Regions from separate parts of the Mus musculus genome. Here regions 2 and 3 are each linked to region 1. Evidence: chromatin contacts called from public HiChIP or PLAC-seq and Micro-C data. All regions are on one chromosome and are shown on one strand. The core of a region is the stretch at or near the end of the contact, and the rest is flanking DNA. Distances in the headings are between cores, read along the strand shown. Region 1 has its middle 28 kb from the start of Gm35147. Region 2 overlaps Lhpp (phospholysine phosphohistidine inorganic pyrophosphate phosphatase). Region 3 holds the start of Chst15 (carbohydrate sulfotransferase 15).

The links. Hi-C and Micro-C count contacts between places; a contact is called where the count stands out from the background. HiChIP or PLAC-seq counts read pairs in DNA pulled down with a chosen protein or histone mark.
Region 2: a contact with region 1 is called in a Micro-C map of the G1E-ER4 cell line, with 2.9 times the contacts expected there. The contact joins two enhancer-like sites. A contact is called at or near these places in 5 of 484 Hi-C or Micro-C datasets (B cells, the G1E-ER4 cell line, adipose-derived mesenchymal stem cells and 2 more).
Region 3: an H3K4me3 HiChIP or PLAC-seq map of fetal liver shows a contact between it and region 1, with 2.6 times the contacts expected there. The contact joins the promoter of Chst15 here to the enhancer-like site in region 1. A contact is called at or near these places in 3 of 484 Hi-C or Micro-C datasets (centrocytes, nephron progenitors and neural progenitor cells), 15 of 115 datasets of contacts at active chromatin or transcription factors (craniofacial prominence, embryonic forebrain, embryonic hindbrain and 7 more) and 3 of 9 other capture datasets (adipose tissue, liver and pancreatic islet).

What each region holds. Positions count from the first base shown.
Region 1 is chr7:132,492,343-132,495,042 of GRCm38.p6, reverse strand. No RefSeq gene overlaps it. Among named protein-coding and RNA genes, the nearest start is that of Gm35147, 28 kb to the right of the region's middle. Within about 2 kb of position 1,267, at least 18 of the 459 cell types and tissues checked have an H3K27ac peak or open chromatin away from gene starts, as enhancers often do. A contact at or near this core is called in the G1E-ER4 cell line and fetal liver, where this site is marked.
Region 2 is chr7:132,639,960-132,642,659 of GRCm38.p6, reverse strand. Lhpp (phospholysine phosphohistidine inorganic pyrophosphate phosphatase) reads right to left here. Exons shown (of 7, transcript NM_029609.1): 4 at 1,073-1,136; 5 at 81-173. Among named protein-coding and RNA genes, the nearest start is that of Lhpp, 31 kb to the right of the region's middle. Within about 2 kb of position 1,354, at least 17 of the 459 cell types and tissues checked have an H3K27ac peak or open chromatin away from gene starts, as enhancers often do. A contact at or near this core is called in the G1E-ER4 cell line, where this site is marked.
Region 3 is chr7:132,315,917-132,318,616 of GRCm38.p6, reverse strand. It overlaps Chst15 (carbohydrate sulfotransferase 15), which reads left to right and starts at 1,389. Exons shown (of 8, transcript NM_029935.6): 1 at 1,389-1,570. It overlaps Gm10584 (predicted gene 10584), which reads right to left. Exons shown (of 1, transcript NR_028578.1): 1 at 326-2,700.

The DNA.
Region 1 (2,700 bases), core at 18-2,517:
TGATCAGCTGTCTCGTGCTGGTGACATGAGAATGTTCCAAAGAACCCAGCTCCTCTCCAAGAAGGAAGGCATGCCTTTTATATTTTCACACGTTCCCTCATCCTTAGACTGAGAAGTAGTAACAAGCCTGGTACAGAGGAAGGGCATGAACATCTCTTAGGATCTGCACGAGGCGGCTGTCGGTTGGAAGGGTGGTACCTGACTGCCCCAGATCCTCTCTGCCAGGCTTTCTCCTGGGTCAGCTCTGAATGTCGGTACCCTATCAGCTGAGCAATCATGCTTGTTATTCTTGGAGACAGGTAGGAGCCTCCAGGGCCAGGTGTGTGTCTGGCTGTCGGTAGCCTGGACTCCGATTTGCTTTCTTTTGCTACGGTGAGTCTAGTGGGGGTGGGGGTGGGACTCATCTGCTGTGTGAGCCCATAGAGGGAGGACTTGAAAGGAGAGATGGGAATTGGTCTGCAGTCTTGACTCTGAGGAGACAGAGCATGTGGAGGATGATCAGTGGTGAATACAGCTTGTACAGGTTCAGTGATGGAAAGTGGAGGGGGACCAGTCAGGGAGGCAGGGCTGTAAACAGGAAGCCTGCGATGTGGATGGAGGCCTCTGTGTTTGGCTGATAACGTATGGTTTTGTAGGTGAGAGGTCAGAGGGAGACCAGAGTCCAGGAGGGACTCTAGGTTCTTTGTATTTTACTGGGGTTCGAGCTGAGAGGTTGGAGGAATACCTTTGGAAAGACCCGAGGAGCTGTATGCAGTCCTGGTGAGAGTGCAGCTTTGGGATAGGTTCTGGCTTGGCCACTTATAACTGGGCAAGAGGCCCAAGGGATTTGAGGTTCTGGTTTCCTATGATAGCATCATATAAGGTAAATACCAGTATTTCCTTGTTCTTGAATAACTCTCTGTATTAGGTCTTAGAGTGGGTGTTAATTCATTTCATGAAAATATCAGACAAGGTTTTGGGCTAATCATGAACTGCCCAGGCTTGGAACTGTCTATGCTCAGGTCAGGGATCGCTACCCGACTATGTGGCTCTAAAGTCCTTGTCTCTCTGTACCCAGCACATATTAGCACATAATCGTTAGAGCTTCCCTGCTGCCTGCCTTAAGCCTCTTTCTAGCCTCTTTGTGTGTACATTCCATGCACACTTCCTGGGCCTCATTTGTACACACATGTATCTGGAGAAGATCTGTTTTTCCCTGTTATCAACAGGCAGCAGTGCCCACCACATGGTTATAGTCTCACTTCCCCAGTGTGAGATAAGTGGTAAGTTCTTGCTAACTAAATGCAGTTAGAGCACTTCAAGGCTCATTGGGAGGGACTGGGTGTCAGAATGACTCTGGGGAAGGCTACTTGGGAGAAACATGGACACTGTACATGGCATGAGACCTCGGTGGTCACTATGCAGGCAGGGGTCTTGAGATTCTGAGTTGTTCTGTTGAAGCAGTTGGTACACGCCTTAACTGACTCTGGGGCCTTGAAGAGGGAGACTGGTGGCCCCTTCTTCCCTTGGGAATTTACAAGGGGAGGAGGAAAGATAAAAGGAAGAGAGCTGGAATTCAAAGTGGGCCTTCAGTCTCCTGGGAGATAAGGAATGAATCTAGAGTTGTGGCCAGGAGGAGGACACTTCAGATGCATTACAGGAGAGAAAAGGAAAGAAAGAAGGGAACCCCATCAGAACAAACATACTAGAGCTGAGACCCAGGAGGGTGTGTGTGTGTGTGTGTGTGTGTGTGTGTGTGTGCACCCAGGGAGTAATGGGGCCAGGCTCTATGACTGAAGATGGTAGGCTTGGTTTTCTAAGAAGTGGGAGCCATAGAAGGTTCAAAGGACAGCATGGCAGACACTCTTATGCCTTATGGGAATTTCCAGTGACTCTGGAGCAGGCAATGTTGGATATGAGAGGACAGAGAGTGGTGAGGGGTGGAGAGGTGAATCCCTCATAGTGAAGACACCAAGGTGAGAGACTTCTTTCACTCTTCGAGGCTACACAGAGAAGGAGCCCAGGGAAGGGGCAACAGGATGGAGAGGCCACTGTGTTGGAGTCTGTTGATTTCCCAGTGGACTAGGGCTCTTCATGGGGTCTAGGTAGATTCCCACCAGTGCCAGGGCTCTATCTTTCTCTGTGATGTCCTGGAGCCTGTCCCTGTCAAGGCAGATGCTTCAGGGTACACTAGAACATATAGTCCATGAGAGTCCTGAGCACAGCCTGTGCTGTGTTGAAAACATCTGCAGAGTATATTGTGTCTATGAGGAATATGTCTTGCAAATGGGTTTCAGAAATCTGCTCTCTCATTGATTCGATCCAGCCCCACTCACCATCTGTCAGGACAGGGTGTAGATGCTGGATAATGCTTGTGGGTCCTGGAATAGAACAGGAGAGGCGGGCTTTGGTCATCGAGGGAAAAACCAGGTGGTCAGGCATGAGGGGCAGTGAGTCACAGCCCATGGTCATACCAAGGGGCTGAGTTCTGGAGAGTAAGAGCTTAGGTCATTGGGAGTTGCTGAGATGCTATGCCTGATCCCACGAGTCCCTAAAGGCTTCCAGACAGACACCCCTCCCAACAGGGCCCACTTGGGAATGGATTGGGGGTGTTTCAGCTCATACTTTCAGGTCACAGCCTATCGTTGAGGGAGGTCAGTCAGGGATCCAAGGCAGGAACTGTGAGCAAGCACTGCTTACTAGCTTGTCCCCAGGCTCTCA
Region 2 (2,700 bases), core at 105-2,604, 150 kb before region 1:
CTCATACCCCAAATAAGTATATAAATAAGTAAATGTCGTTTTAAACATGTAAAGAAGAAAGGAAATTCTGCTGTGCCTACCTGGTGGGCTTCCACCCCTATGGCTTGTAGAGCAGACTTGAAGAACTCAGGGGAGGGTTTCCCCACCACTTCAGCCTTGATACCACAGGCATACTGGCAAAGAGAAGACACAGTATGAGTTTCAGATCAGGAACACGGGAGTAGACACACATGGAAAGACTGACCGCCTCATGATGATCAGGATGCCATGGGCCTCAAACCCTCTCACAGGCAAGCGTGTCACAACTCCACAACAGGCTGCTGCCTAGAATGCTTAGGACACCTACCTCCAGCTCTGCCGCCTACTTCAAGAGTGCCCACAGCAAGTGGCATACCTTACCTAGCAGAACCACGAGTCTCCCAAGGGACAGGAGACCAAGGCTCTCATTTGCCTGTTCAGCTACAATCCCATCTCTTGCCTCTCCCTGCTACCCACCTCCAAGTAGATCAAAGGCCCTCCTAAGTGTGTCTAGGATTCAATCCACCCACCTGCTCACCCTTCTCGCCTGGGCACAGGTGGACAGGGGCTGCTACTATTGTGGAGCTGGGACATGGTCTAGCAGGAATCTGGGCAGGGGTAACTGACAGGCCAGTCACAGTGGACTCTGGAGGTCTTGCCACAGAAGGCTTTATAACCTGGAAAGTCATCTCAGGAGAGGAGTTGGGAGGACACACAGCCTGAGGGGTTACAGGGCTGGGAAGGAAGCAGGTGATCTGAAGAGACACTAAAGCCATGAGTCAGAGTGGTGAAGAGCATGCTGGGAAAGAGCACCCAGAGGTTGGCTGGGGGTCAGAGGGATGACACATACATACATAATGACTGTGTGATGATCAAGATAATGGACCCTAACTGCTGCCTGAGGAGAGACCTCCATTACTTCCACAGAGGAGACGGGGGTGTGGCTCAAGCCCCACACAGGATGCTCCACTCAGAAACATGAGAGGCTACTTGTCTATAAAGTACACCATCTTCTCCAGAAAGCCAGGGCCTGGGGCAGCACCAGGGCAGGTACCTCGAGCGCCTTCATGTAACCTCCAACGTCCAGCATCAGGCCAGAGGTCTCCTTGTAATAGCGTCTGCAAGAGAGCACAAGGGAAGGGGGTTCACAGAGAGCCACAGGTGCAGGCCAGTCCCGATGCCATGCTGAGAGTAACCGACAGAGGCCACATGGCAGAAGCAGAGGGCCAGCGGCAGTGGGGCATCATGGGTCATTCAGCCACTAGCCCCCTGCTGCTGGCCTTGTAGGGACCCCTACCACAATGATTAACCAGGAACCCAAGGGGGACAGATGGATCCCGTTACTAACACAGAGGAAGACAAGTGACCCGTGTTTCGGGAAGGGACGGCAGCCCCCCCAGAGCATGTGCTGACTCCCTAATTGCTAATAATTAACCCCTAACTGCTGCCTGAGGAGAGTGCTCCATTAGTTCCACAGCAGCCTGCGACATCCCTATTAGCTGGGGTCAGGCAAGGTGCCAGGTTTCACAGGCACCAGCTGCTTCCTTGAGACAAGAATGTCTTCCCAACCTCCCAGAGACAGCGCAGGCTCAGCTCCTCGGAGGGTTCCTCGGTTTAGCCCCAGTGCTTAGACCCACAGCCCATCCACATCAGACCAAGGCCTCCCTCGAGGTACATAAGAGTCCTAGCTGCAATGTCATCCATTTCTGGGGCTCTCTGAGCAAAGCCACGTGACCAAGGAGGCAAGAAGGTGGCTTAGCCATCACCCTCCAGAGATGAGGTTCACTGAAACCCAGAAAATGGCACAGGAATCCAAGTTCTGAGTTATTAGGGGAGTCTGAGCACCCACGTCAGTCTTCCCTTCCTTCTCCGTCCAGGGGACATTAACTCAGCATGCGAGCTGAGGATCCGAGAACAGGGGATGTAGGCTGTCTTCAATACTGAAATTCCTTCTCTGATTTCTAAAAGTGACTTTGCTCTATGTAAGCCTTTAGACCTCAGCTTCCTCGCCTGTGACATAGTCAAAGCAATCAAAACCACCCATATCTAGGGCAAAGTAACACACTACATAAACAACACCATTCCTTACACAATGCCTAGAACACAAACACCACTCACCAAAAGACTGGAGACGACTACTATAAACAGCTGCTCGTGGAGCTAAGACAGAGGCCCTGAGATAGGAGGCTCAGTGGTAAAATAATACAAGCCCCAGGCCTGGTGGGGTCACTCCTGTAATCCAGCACTCAGGAGGCTGAGGCAGGAAGATTGTGAACTCTAGGTCAGCTGAGGATACATAGCAGATCCGATCTCACGAATGTCTTTTCTTTTTCACCTTTCCATGTGCATGTGCTGGAACACGGTCCAGGAATGGAGTCACGTGAGAACGCTGAGTGCTTGTGAGAAAATGCCAAGAAAACAAGACAAGACTCTATGACCTCAATTTCTTCAAAACATGGAATTATTCTTGGAAAGTGTTTTGTGCTCCTCCCAGGTATAGCGGCTAGGAGTGAGGTTACTTCCAATACTCATTCTTGCTTGCTGTTGTTACTCAATTAGACATTGAAGCCATACTTGATAAGCCTCTATGGAGAATGTATTTTTGCCACGTGTAGCTTGTTCTCATGATTGTATGCAGCTTTCAAACTCATGAAAACGTTACTCATGTGATTTCTCTTAACC
Region 3 (2,700 bases), core at 140-2,639, 180 kb after region 1:
GGCCCAGCGCTATCCCCATAATGGGGCATGTATTGGAAAGTCCCCATACGTGTGGCCCAGGGATCATGTTCCACACACTCTTACAGGAAGGGATTTCCTCCTTGCTGTTTCCAAAGAACCTTCACTGTGTTTGCTTAAACCGGCCGCATGCCCTGGTCTGACAGCTGCCTGGCCCAGGACTTTGCTTGTAGGCGCCTGCACAACCCACCCTCTTAAACAGCAACCTGCACTGTGTCCCAGTGCAATTACTCGAATATATAAACCTTACTGAAAGGCAGTCTTTTCTCCGGAGCTAATAAATAAACCCCAAAGCCACAACGTGTGTAAGACCATGAAAAATGGCATCATTATCTATTGGGAATTGTGAACTCTGCAAAAACCAGCTCATTGTATTTTTAGAAAAAAAAAGGTTTTTGTTTAAAAAAAATAATAAAGACCTCCAAATCACTAAGCCAAGTCTACATGGGGGGAAAAGCAATCCAGTCTACCGACTGGGAGGGCAGTCTCACTGCTTCATTAATCTTTCTTTGCAGATTTTTATATAAGAGGCAGTATTTGTTGGGAAGCTAGACAGTGGTTTTTAAGAACTCCCCTGTCATCCAGGGTTCCTATCTGCAGTCGTGACCCTCTGATTGTGACCTCTGACTCAGTCGCCGTGGATGCTGAACCAGAACTCTAGGACTTTGGGGGGTGAGGTGGGAACCTCAAACAAGACTGAAAGGGGCTCCCGTTCTCTAGAATCACCTTTAGCACATATGCCAGCATTTTACAGTTAGGGAGCATTTTCCCGGTTGCTTCAAGAAAGAAGATGCTGGACTCTGGCCATAGGAACGTGGGCAGACCCAAGACTGTGGCTTCTATCCTATTCCCCAGAGTCTGGGGTTTGGTGCTCCAAAGGCTGTCCCGAACAAGTCTTAAGAGTTTAAGGTGTCATATTTTATGTTAACTGATTTCATCTTCAGCCCACAGCCGATCACTGGAGCCTTTCCTTGAAGCAGTCCCAGTAGGCCACTGCGGCAGTGGTACTCGGGGTCCTGTAGAACCTTACCTCTCAGAAGAAGCAAACCTACAGGGCCCAAGAGCTAGGCAGCCTTTGTAGAATGCAAAAATACAACAGAGGGCGCCGAAACCACTCGCGTCAGTGGCCTTGAATATCAATGTATGGGCTGTCTCTAGACTGCCAAGTTCCTTAAAACTGTTTCTGGTAGCCGGGTCACTGCCACACACACCAGGTTTCGGTTTTGTCTTGTCGGAGTCACCGCAATACACAAACTGTATTTACTTGCTGGGCGAGGGGGCGGGGACCAAACCCACCGCTCAGCAGGGCGCGCACGCCTTGATCTTGCATTCCAGACTCGAGCTGATGTGTGTCAGCGCGACATGGGGCGGGGGGAGGGTTCTGTTCAGAGGTTTCATTCGCCATCTGCAAGTCACTCCCAAACTTTTCCTCCCAGCGCTCGGGGAGTCAGGTTGACGCGCCCTGGGTGCGGGGTGCTAGGCGCGGGGCTGGGCGCGCGCTCCCGCGGAGTCGGAGCTGCAGAGGCTTCCGAGATCGTCTTGGGCTTTTCAGGTACAAGTTGGGCTCTGGGTGACTGGGCAGGGGGTGGCGAGTAGCGGCGGGCGGAGGTTTGGCTCTGGGTCCCGGTGCCCCTCTGCGGGTTCGCCCAGGTTGGCGGGGAATGGGCGCTGGGAGTCCGGACCGCCAGGGCTGTGTGCAGCTTCACTCCCTGCGCGGAGGCTCCGGACGCGGAGGCGGCGGCGGCCCAGGCAGACAATGAACTTGGAGCGCGCCGAGCTCCGGCAGGTTTGGGCCCGCACCCCTCGGTCAGGCCTCCTCGCTACAGGCACGGTCCCCTGTAGGAGGCGTCCTTTTCGCTGCGCGGTCCTGGCCGTGCTCTAGGTGCCCAGCACGCCTGGGGACCCTGCGGGAAGGACTACCGGTGGCGGAGCCGGGGCTCACACGCCCCCTCCCTAGACAGAGCGAATGTGGTCCGAGCTCCAAGACAGAGGACCGGGTGCTGGCGTGGTGGCGCTGTGGACAGCTGGAGGCCGGCGGAGGACGCACGCCGCGGGGCACGCACCGGCTAGCTGTCCCGCAGAACCGCCCCAAGGAGTCAGAATTCGCGCGACCCTGGGTCGGCCAGGAACTGAGAGGGAAGGACGACTGATATAAGGCCAATGAATAGACAGATCGGCGATTTTCTGGAGCGAGCTCTCCACAGGCAGAGCTGGGGACCGGGATTCCCCTAGTCGTGTTCACTGCCCCTCCCCCGCACACTTTAGGGGAAGTTTCCAGGCGTAGCCTGGGGCAGGTACGTGGGCATCTGCCACTGTCTCTGGGTACCAATCGGAGCCGCCTCGGGAATCCGGGCTCTAGCCGCACTGCCGCTCTGGGTGGGAAGGCTCGTGTGGGTCTCGGGGAACAGCCCCAGGCGTCAGCGTCTGTGGGAGCAAGATTCCCGAGGAGACACCGTGGGGACAGGCCTGGGAGGAACCGAGGGATCAGTCTCAACTTTTTTTACTCGCCGCTTTTCCCATCGTCGCTGTACCCTAGTCCCCGAAGCGGCCTGACTAGGGAGTCTCAGCTGTGTCTCCCGCCAGCTGGGGAGCAGAGAGCAGAACGAGGCAGCTCTGAGCTAAGCCGTGGGGGCGGCGGTGGCGGGTGGTGATGGTGGAAGCCGAGAAGGCAGGGGCCCGGAC